Linked DNA regions of Callithrix jacchus: region 2 is linked to region 1. Evidence: chromatin contacts called from public Hi-C data. All regions are on one chromosome and are shown on one strand. The core of a region is the stretch at or near the end of the contact, and the rest is flanking DNA. Distances in the headings are between cores, read along the strand shown. Region 1 holds the start of CPNE2 (copine 2). Region 2 holds the start of CCL17 (C-C motif chemokine ligand 17).

Evidence for each region. Hi-C and Micro-C count contacts between places; a contact is called where the count stands out from the background.
Region 2: a contact with region 1 is called in a Hi-C map of skeletal muscle, with 5 times the contacts expected there. The contact joins the promoter of CCL17 here to the promoter of CPNE2 in region 1. A contact is called at or near these places in 2 of 3 Hi-C or Micro-C datasets (both in skeletal muscle).

What each region holds. Positions count from the first base shown.
Region 1 is chr20:14,965,987-14,972,977 of calJac240_pri, reverse strand. It overlaps CPNE2 (copine 2), which reads right to left and starts at 4,893. Exons shown (of 15, transcript XR_013530505.1): 1 at 4,707-4,893.
Region 2 is chr20:15,288,006-15,294,378 of calJac240_pri, reverse strand. It overlaps CCL17 (C-C motif chemokine ligand 17), which reads right to left and starts at 3,194. Exons shown (of 3, transcript XM_008985929.5): 1 at 3,060-3,194; 2 at 1,873-1,990; 3 at 937-1,236. The coding sequence starts at 3,129. The coding sequence ends at 1,116.

The DNA.
Region 1 (6,991 bases), core at 3,644-6,143:
TGACAAAGGCAGGAAATCTCAGAGAGTGGAAAATGCCATAAAGGGAATAAAACAAGGTGAAGTGATTGTGATGGGGTGAGGCAGAGGAGGCCGCATTTGAGCTGGGATGTTAATAGACCAGAAGCCCCAGGAGAGCAAGGCATTGGTCTCTCTCATTCGTGGCTTTATCCCAGCCATAGCTGGTACCCAGCAGGTATTCAGTAAACTTTTCTCTTTTTGAGATGAAATCTCACTCTGTCGCCCAGGCTGGAGTGCAGTGGTGCGGTCTCAGCTCAGTGCAACCTCCACCTCCCAGGTTCAAGCGATTCTCCTGCCTCAGCCTCCTGAGTAGCTGGCATTACAGGTGCCCACCATCACACCCAGCTAGTTTTTGTATTTTTAGTACAGACAGGGTTACACTATGTTGGCCATGGCTGTCTCAAACTCCTGACCTAGTGATCCACCCACCTCAGCCTCCTAAAGTGCTGGGATTAAAGGCATGAGCCACCTCGCCTGGACTCTCAGTGAATATTTTTCAATAAATGAATGAATGGGTTCCTGAACCACAGGGCCTTTGCACGTGCTGTTTCCTCACCTGTTTCCCAGCATGTGCAAAGGCCCTGTGGTGGGGACATGCCTAGCAGTTCAGGACCCCATTCTCCCTGCAACTAAGTTGTCTCCCTCCAGGCTTTTGTCTCGTCAGGAGCTGAGGGTATATGACCTGCCCAATGTGCCCTGGCTGTCCCCTCTCCAGGACACAGGAAGGAGTATGCCGAGCTCCCAGAAGACTACTCTTCTAATTAACCCCTCTCTCCCCTGGTTGGGCCCCAACAGTCTTTTTTTTTAAATTTTTGGGACAGGGTCTCATCTCACTGTGTCACCCAGGTTGGGGTACAGTGGCACAGTGAGGGCTCACTGCAGCCTCGAACTCCTGAGCTCAAGCAAGCCTCCCACCTCAGCCTCTCAAGTAGCTGGGACTACAGGCATGCACCACCACACCCAGCTAATTTTGTTTATTTTTTATTTTTTGTAAAGATGGGTTTTTGCCATGTTGCCCAGGCTGGTCTTGAACTCCTGGGTTCAACTGGTCTGCCTACCCTGACCTCCCAAAGTGCTTGGATTACAGGTGTGAGCCACCATGCCGGGCCCTCCCATCAGTCTTTCAGAGACACACCCCTGGTGCCCCAACCTGAGAAAAGTGTATCGTAAGAGCACGGTGAATGCTGGGAGGTGAGCTTCCAGGTTTCAAACTCTGGTTTGCCACAGGCTAGCTGAGCAGCACACACTGGATGGCTTAGATTCTGTCATAGCTCTGTAGGCTACAAGTTTGAAATCTAGCTGTCAGCAGGGCCATGCTCTCCTCAGCACTCAGCATGGTGAGACAGAGATCCCTCCGGAGACTCAAGAGGGCAAGCTTATAATTCTCCTGTATCCATCACTCAGCATCACAGACTCATTCTAACAGGAGGCTACAAGGAGGGGCAGGTGCAGCCTTTCCTCACACAAGGATTTACTGAGCACCTACTATGTGCTAGGCACTGTTCTAAGTGCAGGAACCTGGCCCTAAGCAAGATGAACAGTTTGATCTTGACTTTTTGTGGATCTGACACCCTTTGGGGAGGAAGGCAGATAAGCTGGTGCACCAATGAGTAAAGAAGATGATTTTTTAAGAGTGGCAAATGCCCCAAGAAAAATACAACCAGGAGATGCAGCAGTGAGGAGGGATGGTGACACAAGCTCACTACAGTCTCATCACAGACCTCAGAGCAGGTGTGGCCAGGACAAGTAAAGAAATGTTCTATGGGCGGGCACAGTGGCTGACGCCTGTAATCCCAGCACTTTGGGAGACCAAGATGGGTGGATCACCTGAGGTCAGGAGTTCAAGACCAGCCTGACCAACAGAGCAAAACCCCATCTCTACTAGAAATACAAAAATTAGCTGGGTGTGTGCCTTTGATCCCAGTTACTTGGGAGGCTGAGGCACAAGAATCACCTGAACCTAGGAGATGGAGATTGCAGTGAGCCGAGATCATGCCAGTATACTCTGCAACAGAGCAAGATCCTGCCTTAAAAGAAATAAAAAACTAAATAAAAAGAAATGTCCCAGGACATGGAACAGCAGTCTTCTTGACTCTCCCACAAAAGTGGGAACTGAGGTCAGGCAGCCCAGTGAGGGCAGAAGGCACTGGGCAGGGAGCCAGGAGATGCCTCTAACCTGAGCTCAGTCCTCAGGCACTATGGGACCCTCACATCCTCCCTTCTGTAAAGGGAGGTAGGGAGACATGTGATTGTGGACTTTTCTAGCAGCTGCCTGCTAAGATCACAGGGTGACCTCGCCTCCTGGCTCCCACAGAGCCCAAACCGTGTCCAGCATGGCCTGGGGGAGATCCCACCTCCACTCTCTGAGGCCATATTCTGCAAGGGTGTAGGAGCTGGGTCCTTGAGGTGTTTTGCTCCTGACTCAGGAGCCCCAGTACCGTCTGTGTATAAGGGTCAGCAGAAGGGAGAGGGACAGAGACCTCCGTCAGGCTGGAGGCACCCTGACCCTGAGCTGAGGGCTTCTCAGATGGGGACCCTGCCTGGCAATGATGCCTCCTGCTCTGACAGGAGGGGGGAAATTACTAGAGAATGCTCTTTTGTTTTCTCTTCACTCCTTAGAGCCCTGGGAGGCCAGCCAGAGGGGGCAGATATGGGGCACCTGGATCAGACCTACCACCTCTCCTGGTCTTCTTTCATTCACCCCAGGCCCCTGCCCCTAGAACAGCCCAGAAATCCTGACAGGATTTCTGAGACAATCCCAGAAGGAAACCTGGAGGCAGTCACTCACATCAGGCTTCCTAATATTCCCCTGGCACTGACAGCTAAGAGTCACCAGGCACTTACTACGTACCAGTAAGTGCTGGCACCTGAGTCCTCACAATCTAATTTAATCCTACCTTTACAGAAATACACAGTTACCTGAAAAGAATATAAAGGTGCATAGATACAGAAACTGAGGGCTGGGAGGAGGACCAGATGGGGTACTGTCCTTACTGCTAGAAACTGAGGTTCCATTCTTGGCCCTCTTCTTCCCTTATGCCCCACTTTTCAATTCTCATGACATTCCAGGGGAGGAAGTGTCCCTTGGAACACCACCAGAGACACAACACTTGCCACTCATGAAGTGCTCCCTACTTGCAAAACATCTGCTCCCAACACCCCAGTTCCAGCCTCCCAGCTGCCCTGTAAGCTGGGTCATGTCACACTTTGCCTCATTTTACAGACAGAAAAAAACCCCAAGTCCAAGGGGTGACTAGGCACGCAGATAGGAAATGACAGCCGAGAGAAGAACCCAAGCGTCCACGTCACCCTTCCTCCCGGTTCTTTCCATGGAGGAATCTGCCTGGATGACCCCTCCCAATCCAGCTGGCTGTCACCTACCTGGGGCGGTCCTAGAGCTCACCGGGACCTATGCCAGGAGGAATGCCATAAAACCGTGCCTTCATGCTCTTTCCCATTCTCCAGGAGGCAGGCCCTGGAACAGTAGCCCATTTCACAGATGATGACCCAAGGGGTAGAGGGTCTGGGCCAAGTTCCCTGCTGGTCATAGGTGGGGTTCAGACCCAGGTCTCCCAGGCCTCTCCATCAAGGCTGTCCACAGGCAGGCTGGAGCTGCCAGGGATTAAAATCTGCGCTCACTGCCTGTTTCCAGAAAACCATGGGCTCCCCACAGTCTCTGAAGCTGTGCATGCCCAAGGGGCAGAAAGAGCCCCCCTCCTTTGATGACAGCACACACCCCTAAGGGAGCAAAAACTAAGGGTAGATAAAACAAAGGGCGGCTCAGCTCATTCTCCCAGACCCCTTGTCCCTTCCCCCAGTACATATGGGGCAGGGGATTCAGATGCAAGATGAACCCCCTATTGGCCGCCGGAGCCAGCAACATCTGTGAACTTGGGCAAACCACAGCCCCCTTTAAGCAGCCCCTTCCTCATAGGAGAGCTTCTCCAACTGGGGGACGAAAGGGGGCAAGGCTGGGGGATGGGGTGGAAAGAGCAGGGAAGAGGGGAGTAAGACCCCTCTATTTTCAGAGGAGCATCGCTGCGGGAAACCGGGAATAAAAGAGGGCCTTTCTCGCCCGCTCTCTCCATGCCCCACCCCCACCCCCTTAAAACACACAGGTGCCAGACAGCTTTTTCACAAAAACTAGTTTGCAAACACTCTCCGACTTCTGGGAAGCTGCCCAGCTCCACTCCCCCTCTGCGATCCCCGTTCCGGGGCTGGGAGCTGGCCCTCTGGCAGCTGCCTGGGGCAAGGGGTGGGTAGTGAGGGATGAAAGGAGTGCAGAGGGGTGCGGAGAGGGGCCCGCACCCGCCTAGAGCCAGGGCGACCTCACGCCTTCAGCAGTTGCCACAGCTCCGGGACTCCGCCTCCCGGACGCCCTCCAGGAACCTCCGGGCGGGTGGGACGGTCCCCAAAGCAGCTGGGCTCCGACCTCGGAGGGCGCCCTCCTCCCCGGGGACCCCGCCGCCCTACCCCCGCAGTCCGGGGGTCGACGGGGCGCCCCCGCGTGTCTGGGTCGGAGCTGAGTCACCGAAGCGCCGGAGTCCGGGTTCGCGCGGGCGACGGGGACTGGAGCGCCGCAGCCCCCGGGGGCGGAACCCGGCTTCCTTGGGACCCTCCGCTGGCGCCTGGAGCCCGTCCCCAAAGCCGAACTTGGGCACTGCCCCGCCCGCCCGGGCCCCACTCACCGCGGGTCCCGCGGACGCCACCGCCCTCACCGCACGGCTGCCGCTGCCCGCGCTCTGGGCCGCCCAGGCATGCCCGGGCGCTGCTTCTGCTCGGCCTGGCCCGAGGGCGCGGGACGGGCTCAGGGCGCTGCCCTCGCGGCCACGGCCCGCTCGCGTGCGCTCCCAGCCGCTCCGGGTAGGGTCCTCCTCCTGGGCTGGGCGGGCGGCGGCAACGGCGGCGGCTCGGGCTCCTCCCTCCGGCTGAAGGGGGGAGTGGGGAGGGAAGCAGGAGGCGAGGCGGGCGCTTCCTGGAGGGGCGCGCGCTCTCCCACGGGCGGAGCGGGGGCGCTGTCCCGCCCGCTGTCCGCCCCTCCCAGCCCGCGCCCGGAGCGCCCGGGCACTCGAGGCGCCTGGCACCTAGAGGGCCCGAACCCTATGGTCCGAGGGTTCCAGGCTGGGACTCAGGTGGCTGAGGATCGCAACGCCGCGGCTTCGCGCCCTCCCCAGGCCTGCTTCGCCCAAGCCTCTGGCACCTCCTTGTTCCGAGCGATATGCGCTCAGGGCCAACGACGCGGGAACAGAGGGGAGGGCTCAGCCCGGGCCTGCGGGGCCCCAGAGCCTCCTGGACCCCCAGCACCGATGGGAGCGGCGCTGCGCCCTCGGGGCAACACCCAAGGCTGGGTTCTGGGATGTATTGGGCAGGATTGGGACTGCAGTGTTTTCTTCCCCCCCTTTTTTTTTCCAATAGCAAAAGAGCTCGGCATTTTCTTGCCGCCAGAGATTGGAAACATGACATTTCTATGACACACGGTGAGATAAAGACGGATCCGAACGGGGCCTGGGGCTACTCATCCATGCGGAAAATTAGGCGAGTCTTTAAGGCCTTGGAGCCCAGGCCTCCTTTTCCCTAGAAGAGGCACCAATTCTTAGGACACTTGTCTGTCGCGGGGCGCTCAAGCCGCTGGCCACTCTGCGGTATTTTGTGCTCTCTGGGCAAGTTCACCACCTGGCATCAGAAGGCTGAGCCTCAAGTAACCAGATTGGGGTGGGGGGGCGGGGCTGTTCGGGGGTCTCAAGGCCATGTGCACAGCCCTTGGCCCTGGGACTCAAGGACTAGGCAGCTGAGGGTTAACGCCTAGTGCTTCCATTGTGGCTTTTCAATTCCAGGCAGGTGAGGGTTAATGTGGGAGCCTCTTGCAGCAGCCGGGGAGCCTTCCTCCACGTCTGAGTCACTGGCACTTTGCAGCCTTAGAGAAGAAGAGACTAAACAGCCCTGGGGCTCTGAGCTTTGTTCTCTGCCTATTTGATGTCCATCCATCCTTCCTTTCTCCAAGCTGTCCACACCTTTCTTTCACCGAAGCCCTCAAAGTCCTCTGCCCAACTCTGGGGCAAACCAACCTATCAACTCAACTCCAGCCCCACTTCCTCCAGGAAGCCTTTCCTGATTGCTCTGGTCCCAGAATCAGTCTTTTCTCCTTCCAGCAGCAGGAGAGCCAGGCCTTGGGATGGACAGTGGTGAACCAAAGTCTCTCTCAAGTTGGTCACCTGCTGGGGCCAAGGCCAGGACCCAGGCAATCATATCACCATTATGAAATGTGCAAAGGTTGGAGATGGGATGGCACAGAAGACCCAACTCAGCGGAGGGAGTCAGCGAGGCTTCCTTGAAGGGACTTGAAGGATGAGCTAGTTGGGCCTGTTGGGGAAGATGCTGGATCCCTAGCCAAGGGGGCAGAGTGCTAAGGCCAGGGGTCACAGCAATCCCACTCCTAGCTATCCAGCCAGGAGAAATGAAAACATAGGGCCACACAAAGCTTGTACACAAATGTATGTAGCAGCATGATTCAAAATAGCCAAAAAGTGGAAACCACCCAAATGTCCATCCACTGATGAATGAAGAAACAAAATGTGGTATATCCACACACGGAATATTATTCAGCCGCAGAAAGGTGTGAAGTACTGGCCAGTCATGGTGGCTCACACCTGTAATCCTAGCACTTTTGGGGGCCAAGGTGGGCGATCACTTGAGATCAGGAGTTCAAGACCAGCCTGGCCAATATGGCAAAACCCTGTCTCTACTAGAAATACAAAAAGTAGACAGACATGGTGGCAAGCACCCATCATCCCAGCTACTTGGAAGGCAGGAGAATGGCTTGAGCCCAAGAGGTGGAGGTTGCAGTGAGCCAAGATGGCGCCACTGCACTCCAGCCTGGGTGACAGAGGGAGATTTTGTCTCAAAAGAAAGAAAGGTATGAAGTATTGATACATGCTACAATATGGACAAACTTGGAAAATATTATGCCTAGTGA
Region 2 (6,373 bases), core at 1,945-4,444, 320 kb before region 1:
GCAGAGGGGCCTGGGGGTGGGGTGTCCGGAGCCTGCAATCCCCATATTTTTGAGCACAGGGGTGCGACGTGCCCGGAGTGGCTCACGGAGCTCTCAACCTAATGGAGGAGCTGCGACTGCCCCCCTCCCCCGCCCACACACGAACCAATGGGAGAACCAGGCGGAGCAGGGGTCGGCTGCAGGGCAGTCCCCACGAGCTGGGGGAGCTAGTCGGTGGGGGGCTGTACTGGGCCGGATTCCTGCAGGCTGGGTGCGGCTGAACTGGGCTGGGGGTCAGCCAGGGAGGCGGGGATCACACTTCAGTCAGGAGGAACGGCGGCCGCTTGGCACCCTCCTACCTGCGGTTGGAGGGGGCTGGGAGGGTAGCTGCAGGCAGAGGACCCAGGGCCCGCATAAGGGCCCAGGACCCACAGAGCCGGCTCGCCCCGGAGCTGGTCTGCAGTTTGAGTGGGGAGAGGGAGCCAGGACCCGGAGGAGCCGGGCCAGCGGGCCTGCAGTGAGTGCAGGGGAGGCAGGGACGGGGCTGCAGGATCCCCCACCCTCCGCCAGGGGGCTCCCCAGCACTGGGCGGAGCTGCGGCCTGCGGGAGGGTCCTGGCCAGTCTGTGGAATTGATTCCAGCACCTCAAGGAAGCTTGTCCCCAGCTCCACGTGGGGCAAGAGCAGGAACTGGGCTGGGGAGAAACTGGAAGACCTCAGACAGAGAATCCAGCTGCCGCCTCCCAGGAACCTGCCAGCCCTGCCCCTGCCCGGGCCTCTCACCAGGGCCTCCCCTCACTGGTTCGTGGTCTGTGGAAGCCACGTGCCCCTCTCAGCCTCAGTTTCTCTTTCCGACCTGCGCAGGGAAGGACCAGATGTTCTCTGAGGACCCTCCCAGTGTGACAGGCGGGAGTGGAACCGCGTCCTGCGCTGTGGGGACGGACACACTGACACAGACTGAGCAGAAAGAATTTAATCTGGGCCCTTCTGTGCCCAAGGCTCCAGTTCAGACAAGGGGTTGGGATCTTCCTCCGTGTGGCTCTTCTTTGTCCTTGGAAGGCCTCCCTTGGACCCAGGCACTCGGGGTTGGGGTGGTGAACACAGATGCTGGAGGTACCGGGTGGTCCCAGGAGACAGTCAGGAGTCCCAGGTGAGGAGGCTTCGAGACCTCTGCAGGCTTCGCAGGTATTTAAGTGCCTTCTTCACACTCTGGTCCTCGGGGTCCGAACAGATAGCCCTGCCCTGGACGGTCACAAGCCTACACAGAGAGAGGATGTTCCCAGGGATGTCAGAGGGAGAAGGGCCCCAGAGTCCCCAGGATGGCCCCATCCTGTGCTGAGCAGGATTCCAAGACTCCAAGAGGGGCAGGAAGTTGCTGTAGTCACCTGGGGCCTTGGTGGCAGGTCTGGGACATCAGGCTCTGTCCTGAGTGATCTGGACCCTCACAGGGAGCCAGGGCTGCAGGACCTTGTCAGACTGCCACAAGATGGCTTAGAGCCTGTGATGTGGGGACTGTGGGGAGGGCTCAGACTACCACCCCTCAGACTGCCCCAAGACGGCCTAGAGCCTGAGACGTGGGGACTGTGGGGAGGGCTCAGGCCCAGGCCAGGGGAGGTGACCGCATTGCCCCTGACCAGCTGTGTGACCTGGGGAGTTCATCCCTCCCAGGGCCTCGATTTCACCACAATCAAGGAACAGGTTGGACTTGATGCCCTGCAGCCCTTTTGGGTCCCACAGCATGGGTGCATGAACTGCCCCAAGGAGCCTGTAGGGGTTGGGGAGGAAGGTCCCCACTGTATCATCCCTGTTTCCCGGTGGCCTTTCTGGGAGCTTCAGGGTCCACTTGTCCCCATGCTTGGCCCAGAGAAGCAGGGGTGGGACCAGGGGCACTTACACAATGGCTTTCCGGTTACAGTCCTGGGAGGTCCTATACCAAGTAGACAGCTTTCTAAGGGGAATGGCTCCCCTGAAGTACTCCAGGCAGCACTCTCGGCCAACATTGGTCCCTCGAGCTGCAGGGAGAGGAAGCAGGGTGGGGTGTCTGTGAGTGTCTGCCTGTGTTTTGTGGGAGCCCTGGGTGTGTCTGTGGAAGGTTGGCATGTGCGTGTCCACGTGTGCATCTGTGTGGTGACTGCATGTGTCACTGCCTATGTATATGTGTGTGTGTGAATGTACACCAGTATGTGTGAGGCCTCTGTGTATGCTGTGGGGATCCTGTGTGTTTGTGGGTATGTATGTCTGAGTGTGTCTGTGGGGGATCCTGTGTGTCCTGTGAGTGCCCACGTGTGTGTGTGTCTGTGTGTAGTCCTGTGTGTCTATGCCTGGCAACCTTATTTCATCTTTCCTTTCCTAACCTAATATAAGAATCTGTTTTTTAGGCCAGGCGCAGTGGCTCATGCCTGTAATCCCAGGACTTTGGGAGGCCCAGTCTGGTGGGTTGCTTGAGGTCAGGAGTTCGAGACCAGCCTGACCAATATGTTAAAACCCCATCTCTACAAAAAACACAAAATTAGCCCCGCATGGTGGCAGGTACCTACAATCCCAGCTGCTCAGAAGGCCGAGGTAGGAGAATCGCTTGTACCTGGGAGGCAGAGGTTGCAGTGAACCAAGATCACGCCATTGCACTCTAGCCTGGGTGACAGAGTGAGAGACTCCATCTCAAAAAAAAGAAACTCTTTTTTACATGCTCTTGGAAGCTTTATGCTGATTCTCTCATTGTGCATAAAACCTGTTAATAAAATAGATGCTAATAAATAATTTTGAGAATCTTTCTTTTTCCATTGCACAACTACAGCTGTTGAATCCCAACCTCACAGCCATTGCAGCTCGAGATGTGCTCATGTTGGTCCTTACCAAGCCCACCTGCAAGAGCTGGGACATCATCAACACCATCGACATTTTTCTCTGCTCGTTTCCCTCAAAATCCTAGTGCTGTGGGCTTCTCAGGTCTTTTTGTGGGGTGGGAGTAGGTGGGGTGTCAACAATACACAAATGTGTGTGTGTGTGTTGCTTTGGTGGTTTTCATGCCCCCAATTCCTGTCCTCCCAGTGCCTGCCCCTGGCCACCTTTCCCTGCTCTCACCTGCATGGATGTGCTGCAGAGAAGCCCCCAGGAGGAGGGTGACCAGGGCCAGCATCTTCAGTGGGACCATGGTGCCAGAAGTCCAGGAGGGAGTCTGTGCATGTAGGTCCCTCTGCTCAGGGAGACACCCTTGCTGAGAGTTGAGGGTGGCAGTGACTAATTTAACCTCCCTGGGGGTCTTGCCCCGCCTTCTGTCACCTCCCCACATCCTTCACTAGACCAGTGGAGATTGAAGAATTTGAGATGATTCAGGAGAAGTCCAGCTCTTGGAATGTTTGTGGATTTCCAGAGAATGGGCACTCAACTGGAGACAGAGGTGGGGTACATGTGTCTGGAGCCCATGCAGTGACACACTTCTCCTTTCAGAGGGGACATTTCTTGGTTCCTCTATTAGAATTGAAAAGCCTCCATCCACAACTGAGTTCATCTCTCTGTGGCTAGAAAGCATCCTTCATGCATGGCGGCCTGAGTCGGGGGAGATGAGGTGTTGGGAGTCAACCAGCAGAAATCAAGCAGGGCTCTTCTCCTGGACTGTGGGCAAGATTCAGGGCACTGGGGGCCACACTGGCTGTGGGCCATGGGCACAGGGGCATCACTCTGCAGGGAGGTCCATTCTTTATCTGCCTCTGAGAGAGACTGAGGCCCAGCCAGGGCACAGAGCAGCTTTGGTTGCCTGTCCCACCCCAGGCTAGGCCCTGACCGAAGGAGGCCAGAGCCCAGTGGTACTTCGATCACCATTCAATCCAAATAGCTCGGGAAACCACGTTCCCCTAAATGGGTTGCCTTACACTAAGATGCAGAACAGAGCTGGGTACGGTGGCTCACGCCTGGAATCCCAGCACTCTGGGAGGCCTAGGCAGGTGGATCTCCTGAAGTCAGGAGTTCGAGACCAGCCTGGCCAACATGGTGAAACCCCGTCTCCACTAAAATACAAAAAATAGCAGGGCGTGGTGGTGGGCACCTGTAGTCCCAGCTACTTGGGAGGCTGAGGCAGGAGGATTGCTTGAACCCAGGAGGCGGAGTTTGCGGTGGGCTGAGATCGCACCATTGCACTCCAGCCTGGTGGACAAGAGCGAGACTGAGTCTTAAAAAAAAAAAAAAAGATGCAGAACAGAACAAAGGGGTCTGTAGGAGATGCCGCTTCTCGCTTCTAGCAGAGCTGTGTCCCGGAGTCCGTACTGGATGCCTGGTCAGGATCCATCCTGAGCCAGGCCCTGAGCTGACTTTCCTGGCACCCCAGCCCATTGCAGGGCAATGACAGAACGCAAGTCCACTTTCCAGTAGGGGCAGAGCTGAAAAAAGAACTACAGGCATAAGGCGGCAGATCAAGTTGGTGAACTGGCTTATCTGTGACTCTAGGGTCTCAGCCCCAGGCCACAGCATCACTGCACACGGGTCAGGCACCTGGCCACCCGAGGAAATTGCCAGTCACCCTGTGAGGGCTCCCGGGAGCCAGAGCATGGGCGTCCCTTCAGTAGAATGAGGGTCCCATGCCCTCCAGGTGGGCAGCACCAGGGCAGGGCGGCTCAAGGCAGGGCAGCACCTGGACTCTGATTGTTACATGGGGGACCTAGGCCTGGCTTTGCCCTGTCCCTGCATGACCAGGGCCAGCTCAAAATGACAGCAGTGCCCCCTCGGCAACATAGCGCAGGTGCCTTCCGCCCTCTCACAGTCCTGCGAGATCACAGTCCCTGTGTTGATCGCTGAATCATTACTACGTTTTCATGAGCAGTCCTGGTAACAGCAACAGCCGCTCTGTGTCGTGAGATTTTTGTTTCTTGTTTTTACGTTCTGGGGATACCTGTGGAAACCCCACTTTCCCGGAGCATCGCTCAGAGCTAACCTCATCAGTCTTCAGGTGGGGAGGGGGGGTTCCGATGAAAGGAAACCAGACAAGGACCCTTGACCTCGGGAGGAGCCCCAGGTGCTCCTCTCCCCACCCCTCACAAGGGCAACCTGGGAGGCTGGGGCTGCGTCCATGCCTAGGAGCAGGTCTTCCCTTGCCCATGAGGAATCTTTCTGTGGGCAGGATCCTCTGTGTGATCTCAGGCAGCTCACAGACCCTCTCTGGACCTCAGCCTCCTCAGGACGGTTGATCTCGGGAAAATGGGGTCTGCCTTGGTGGGCCTTGAACCAGCATTTCTCTGCTTCTCTGGGGGTCACATCAGCTGCCAGAGACCCTGACCCTGCCCCCTCCTCAAGCCACAGCCCAGATGGGTTCTTTGCCCCCAGCCACCTGTCCTGTGCCCAAGGCTGGCTTCCATTTGCAGAGGAGGGGGAGGGGAGTCTGCTCTTCCTGCCTGGGCCCCTCCTGGGTGCCAACATCCCAGAAAAAGGGAGGGGCAACCTCAGGGTGGCTCCCTGCAGAGTCCCCCTGCAAAGGAGGCTGGCTGGGCAGGGGAAGGGTGCAGGCACAGATGGCCCTGACCTGGAGACAGAGCCTGGGCCCAGAGGTGCAGGGCCAGGCCTGGGGTCCGGGAGGAGGCAGGAGGGAGCGCCTCTGCGACCACTCCTCTTGCCCATCCTGCCCTCATGCACTCAGCCTGGTGGCTTCTGCCCACCCTCTTGTGGGGGCTCCACCTGCCTGCAAAGGACAGCTGTGATTCAGTGGGCAGCCTGCTAATGATGAAGCGGCTGCCGTCCCTGCCACTGGGGAAACTCCCCGGGTGAGTTCTGAGTCCTCCTTGCTTTCTCGCAGACTCAGAGCTTTCTCCAGAAGGACCCAAATTCCCCTGTTTGTTCTGGGGAACAGATCATGAAAGCAGCAGCAGAAGGTTCTGGACTAGGAAGGTTCTGGTTCAGCTCAAGGATGGTGCAGGCTGCCTGGCTGGCAGGGGCAGCCGAACCTCTAGGGGCTATGCCTGGCACTGCAGGGTGGGCAGAGGCCAGAGCCTGCTATTTCGGGGGTTCACAGTGGGTAGGGGTGGGGGAACAGGGCCTGACTCCTCATAGTGACATGCAGGTGAGATTAAAGGGCCTTGGGGCACAGCGTGGGGAGAGGTTGCTTCTGGCCAGAATTCACTCAGTTCACTTCCTGCAGGAGGTGGCTGTGGGGCTAGGTCTTGTAAATAAGATTCATACTAAGATTGGAAGAAAGGGCATGTCACAGGGGGCACTGTTTAGGCAAAGGCGCAGAGAGGGGAATGTGTAGAGGCAAATTAGGACAATAGCATGAAACCCCAGCATGGGGCACAGCCTTAATGCCAGGCTGAGAACAAGTCACATGAGGACAGCCTGTGTCTGCCTTGCCCCGTGCCGTGGGCATCCCTAGTGCCAAGCACAGTGCCTGGCATGCAGTGGACTTTCAGTGTCAC